2 separate regions of the Mus musculus genome follow, and region 1 is linked to region 2. A link is a contact called in public promoter capture Hi-C data. All regions are on one chromosome and are shown on one strand. The core of a region is the stretch at or near the end of the contact, and the rest is flanking DNA. Distances in the headings are between cores, read along the strand shown.

Region 1 (2,894 bases), core at 126-2,625, 160 kb after region 2:
CTAATGCTTGTTTAGTTCATGTTCTTTTTATTTTTAAAATACAAATAAAACTTTTTTCAATATAAATATATCATTTCATTCAAAAGTAGAAAAAATATACTATAACCTTGGTCACTGCCCAGCAGGAACAAATTTGATTATTTAAAGAGTCAGAAATCAGGTCTTCTCTCAACATGTGAGGTTAGAGCCCAGTTCCAGTGCGATTTCATACATAGGAAAGTCTTGGTTCTAGAAACAAATCATTTCAGAGATCATAATGATTCAAATACACCACGCTGAATGTCTACCTTGTGTCCTGGAGTCAATGACACTGGGATAAGTTGAAATTTAACACCAAGACCACAATTAAATTCACATAGAAACATTATATAAATTACTTTGTCAGGCTGCAGAAACAACATTAGATTTTATAGCAGTGTGCATCACTTTAAAAGTTACAAACTTCTAATAAAGTAACTCAAGTCTGTTTCTTCTTCTGGATCAAGTGTACAGCGCATCGCTCTCTGGAGTTCACGCAGCGCTCACCGCAGGCGCAAAGGCTCTCTGGCAGGGGCGCGGACCGCAGAGTGCCCAGCATTTTGTCCCAGTGTGTGAAGTAAGGAGCAAAATTGCAGTTAAACTGAGAGTGATGCATGTCGTGGTGAGCCACGCCCCCGTACCAGCCAAAGGGCACAAGTCTGTGAGTGGACCACGGGAAGTCATAGCCCGAGTGGTCCTCCACCGACAGCCAGATGTTAATCACGTGAAAGGTAAAGATGGTGAGTGGGTGACACCGAAGCACCGCGACGTTCAGCACGTCGAAGAAGGTCAGCGAAAGCAGCTCCCAGAAGCTCATGTATTGGGTCGCCAGCGCGAAGGAGGACGAGTTCTGGTGATGCACCTTGTGGAAGGTGCGGTACAGCCAGGGCACCTTATGGTGCAGCAGGTGCCACGCGAAGATCTCGGTGTCGAAGAGCAGCAGGCAGATCAGGACGTGACTTAGGAGCTGGACGAGCTCAGGGGCCTCCTGGGGGAGGAGCGCCGGGCTGCGCACCCAGTGCAGCAGCGTCACCGGGAACACGAACACCAGGTGCTGGTAGAGTGTCAGCCCCAGGCAAGGCAGAAGCTGCTTTACGGAAGGCGAGAAGTCCGGGTGGATCTTGTAGCGTCGCAGGATGGGGACCCAGGGATACAGGACGTCCAGCACCACGAACGGTAGGCAGAAGCCCACGTAAGTGATGATAGAAAAGGTGACTGGGAAGATGGGTGAGCGCGTGAACGCCTCCCTTGTCCTTATGGTGTCCCAGAGGGGCTGCAGGAGCAGCTGGCTGGAACAGCCCAGGTCTTGGAGCTCCGAACCGTTGTAGCAGCCCATGCTGAGACTATGTCCCACAATTGTGGTCTCCCCAGCCCCGCCGACTTTTCTTAAGACTGTGGCCACTCCCCCCAGTGACGTCACCCTTCCGTCTCCTTCCCACCTCCCTTTCCCTGCTAAAGAATTTTGCTTAAATAACCCGAATTTTGTTCCTGTCTATGTCCTGGTTTATAGCTGCATCAAATCTCCCCTTCACGCAAGCAGCGGCCCTTAAAGCCCTTTCCCAGACGTAAAGAACTGTTTGCTTGCCTTTCAGCTGATGTACTAATGACACAGGAGAGAGCGATTCTGCCTTGGGACAGTTCACCCGCCATCACCGCTAAAAACTAATGAGTTCTTCGCTCTCAGAAGGCGCTGTTTCTCAACCAAAGCAGAATTCCCTGGGTTTTAAAATATCTGTTTTTGACTGTTTAAAGACTTATTCTACACCTTGGGGGACTCTGAGTGTGCGTACCTCACGCCACAGTGCTGGTACTGGGTCCGTTGCAGACAGGGATTGAGTCCTGTAGGAGAGGGAACCTGGCATCCTCCAAAAAAGAGCAGTCAGGCTCGCAGCCTTTTGGCGCGGACGACTCTCCCGCTCTGGTGCCCTTAAAGCCCGCGGTGTCAAGAGCAGAGATCAGATCCTGCAAGACAGCGGTCAAGAGGGCAGCACTGCCAGCCTTTGCTCTGGGTTGGAGAACGGAGGCTTAACACCCGTAAAGGCTCACTCGATTGGGCCAAACCGCAAAGGCCAGTGGAGAAGAAGATCTGAGCAATCTCATAGCCTCCCGGAACATGTCTCATCTCCCCTGCCATTTCCTTAGAGGTCCCTCAGGCTCCGACTTTTACCAACCCTCAGTTGTTCCCTACTCCTCAACTCCTGGATACCCTTTCAGACACTGGGACTGATCGTCCAGGGACTGAGCACAGGAGGTCAGTACTATATCCAAGGAGAGTGCCCTAGAGAGTGGAGCACAGAAATCAGCCCCGGGTAGCGGATACACGGCACAGAAGATCCCAGAGGAAAGCCAGGGGCCATTCTCCCAGGGTTTCCTTCTTGAATTTGTGTCTTTACAGCTGCTTTTCTCTGCTGGAAGCTAACATAGTCTTATACAAGCTTGTGTTTCTTGTGTTATTTTCCAAAGAAAACAGGGATTGTAGCTCTAGGAGCCTGCTGCCAGTCCCCCCTGGGGGGGGGGAGGGGGAGGGGATGGACTGTAACTTTTGCCTGCACAAGACTGTTACTTGTGATTCACACTCATCAAGAACTGGCTCCCACATTTGTCAGGAAGTACCCCATAACTGTGGCTTCACAGCTCTCTATCTAAGGCCTCAGCACATACCAAAGGAAATAAGGCACACAATCACTTTAACTTTGTATTTCACAGGTAACCACTAAGATATTTGGAATTAAATGCAAATAGTTAAGGTTTTTTTTAACATGAAGAAAAGATAAAAGGATATAAAAAACAAACACATATGGTAAAAATATGGTACAATAAATGGGTCCAACATATACCCAGGGTGTGTGTGTGTGTGTGTGTGTGTGTGTGTGTGT
Region 2 (3,013 bases), core at 201-2,700:
CTTGTGATAGCATGGAGCTTTGTTGGGGTAGAGCAAGAGTGGTATAACTGGACCTTGAGGTAGATTGATTTCCTATTTTCTGAAGACCTGCCATATTGATTTCTGTATGGCTGTACAAGTTTGCACTCCGCCAGCAATGGAAAAGTGTTCTTGCTCCTCATCTCACCAGCATGAGCTCTCACTTGTGTTGTTGATCTTAGCCATTCTGACGGATGTAAGATGGAATCGCAAAGTAGTTTTAATTTGTATTCCCCTGATGGCTAAGAATGGTAAACATTTACTTAAGTGTTTCTCAACCATTTGAGATTCCTGTGTTGATAATTCTCTGTTTAGATCTGTGTCCCATTTGAAATTGGATTACTTGGAGATATATATATATATATGGTTTCTTAACTTCTTTATATGTTTTGGATATTAGACTTCTATCTGATGTGGAGTTGGTAAAAATATTTTCCTATTCTGTAAGTTGCTGCTTTGTCTAATTGACAGTGTCCTTTGCCTTACAGAAACTTTTCAGTTTCATGAGGTCCCATTTATGATGTTTCTGATTAAGATGCACTGTATACAAATACAAAACTTTAAAAAATAAATAAAAATTTAATACTTGAAAAGCCTTTATCACATCTTGATATCCAGTAGGATGAATCCAACAGTGCATTTTTTATATTATATACACACATATATACATACTTATTTGTTGCTTCTATATGTGTATGTATTGTGTATGTAAGACATACACACTTATCTGTTGCTTCTATACATGTATGTATATATACACACTTATCTGTTACTTCTATATATGTATGTATGTATATACACACACACTTATCTGGTGCTTCTAAACATGTATTATGCATGTATATGTGTGTGTGTGTATATATATATATATATATATATATATATGATATATTTTGGTTTATTTGTATACATAGAAATGCAACAAAATTAGACCATAAATATATCAAGGCAGTTGCTATGTAGGAGCTTTTAACATTTTCCTAGCTTTTCCAAATTTTCTGCAATAAATATGTGTGTGTTACTATCAGAAAATGATACATTTAGAAACCTTATGTTCAAGGAAATAACCATTTATTTTTTTGTATTTTTGTAAATTTAGATTGTGCACTTTAGAGGAAAGAATCTGAGGCTAATTGTATCCATATAAAGCTAAGCATGCTCTACTACCTAGCTCATGAGATATTTCAGTTCCCTTAAACAGCAGTGCTGTGCCACCTGCAGGAAGCGCAGTGCCTCCTCTGTTCTGCTCCCCCTGCAAAGCACTACTGTGGGGCTGTCTGGCTCTGAGGCGCTATTTTAATTTGCTCCAGACTCTCTTGCTTTACTTTTTAAAAGCAGACTTGCTTCTGTTTACTAAAAGGTTACAAAAGGTCACCCATATTTTCACTTTACTCATTGACTTATCAAGTAAATAATTGTGCTTCGTCAGCAGGAATCCTATGAGGTAATTCACCAAGCCGTGCCCTAGGAAACACAGCATAGATTCCATTTGCTGCTGTGTCCATGTGGAGCAGATTTGACTGCGTTTGTCATTTGTATTCCTGGCTAGAGTTAATTGTTAGTTACACTGTTAATGCCTAGATTTGCTAGTTACTGCATCTTGCTACATTTCCCTGTACATTTGCTGCACTGAGCCCATTACTCACTGACCCTAGCTTCTGGCTGCACCGGCTGATGCTTAGCATCTCTGCCTGAGAAGGTGAAGGCCCTGGAGGCTAATCTCTTGTCTTACTTCTAGTGGGATTTCCTTCAGTTCCTAGAACATCCTTAGCACGAAACAGGCATTTAGTAAACGCTTGTGAAATATGTGACCTTTCCAGGAGGCATTGCTCTATAATGCTTAATCATAGAAAAAGAATGACTTACTTTAATAAATCAAAGCAAAAGATGAATGTGTATTTCAAATTGTTCGTGATAATAACAAACAAATAGTAAACAAAATTTATTAGAGGTTTGTTTTTGTCTACAAAAGAAGTCCTGTGTTCCTGGAAAAGAAACTGAAAGGGGAGAGAAGAAAAACTGTGAATATTTATTCTGTGGCCTGGGCATGGCTCTGACCATAAAGACAGAGAAGTCCTCATTATTTGTGTGACAAAAACTTGGGCTTACAGACATGAAGTGCTCTATCAAAGATTTCACAACTACTTCAATTTTGATCAATATTTCTAGAAACTTCCAGTGCTCTTTTTCTTAAACTGCATTGTCTATGAGCAGGTTTTGTGGACTTTGAAAGACAAAATGAGAATCAGAACACAGTGAGTTTATTCAGTAATCTCAGTGGCCAAGGACAGCCACCTCCATGATCTGGCCTCTCCTTCCTTTCACAGAAGTGCATCTGGTCACTTGAATTGACCCTTTACTCATATGTTCCTGTGGCTAACTATCCTACTATTTTTTTTCTTTTGAGACAGGGTTTATTTGGGTAGCACTGGCTGTCCTGGAACTGGATCTGTAGACCAGGCTGACTTGATTAAAGGCATGAGCCACCACCACCCAGCTTAACTATCTTATTTTTATAAGAATATTGTTTGGCTTTTTATTGAAGACTTCCTGGCTTTTTTTTTTTTCTTTTAACTTTCTATTGGTTCTTTGTGAATTTCCTATCATGCATCCCACTCCCCTCCCCCTTCCTTCATATCTACCCTCCATCCTTCCCTCTCCCTTCCCCCTTCCTTCATATCTACCCTCCACCCTTGTAACCTCCAGGGCCTGAGAGGTAATCTTCTTGTGGAAGCTGTAGTGTCAATGTATCCCACAGTATTCCCTCTTGTCCACATTTCTTTCTTTGCAAAAGTTCGTTCCAATGACATATTGGTGTGGCACGAGGCCTTTGGCTTCTCTTACTCTGTCAGTACTGAAATCTCACTGTGACTCCTCAGATATCCTGTTGTTGCCCTGTATCATGGAGATACTGTAGTTTGGAGTCTGTAAGATTAGCCCCTTCATGTATTCTAACAGTTCATCCGTGGGATGGATGTGGAGGTGGGCCAATGCA

The links. Promoter capture Hi-C pulls out the DNA fragments that hold promoters and counts their contacts.
Region 1: a promoter capture Hi-C map of liver shows a contact between it and region 2, with 4 times the contacts expected there. The contact joins the promoter of Ch25h here to the enhancer-like site in region 2. A contact is called at or near these places in 8 of 39 promoter capture datasets (the 3T3-L1 cell line, embryonic stem cells, epiblast stem cells and 4 more), 2 of 484 Hi-C or Micro-C datasets (bone marrow-derived macrophages and granulosa cells), 7 of 115 datasets of contacts at active chromatin or transcription factors (CD8 T cells, bone marrow-derived macrophages, effector CD8 T cells and 3 more) and 5 of 9 other capture datasets (adipose tissue, embryonic stem cells, liver and 2 more).

What each region holds. Positions count from the first base shown.
Region 1 is chr19:34,473,773-34,476,666 of GRCm38.p6, forward strand. Ch25h (cholesterol 25-hydroxylase) reads right to left here and starts at 1,376. Exons shown (of 1, transcript NM_009890.2): 1 at 11-1,376. The coding sequence starts at 1,354. The coding sequence ends at 458.
Region 2 is chr19:34,311,116-34,314,128 of GRCm38.p6, forward strand. The region is part of intron 2 of Fas (Fas (TNF receptor superfamily member 6)); the gene reads left to right. Among named protein-coding and RNA genes, the nearest start is that of Fas, 22 kb to the left of the region's middle. Within about 2 kb of position 1,451, at least 3 of the 459 cell types and tissues checked have an H3K27ac peak or open chromatin away from gene starts, as enhancers often do. A contact at or near this core is called in liver, where this site is marked.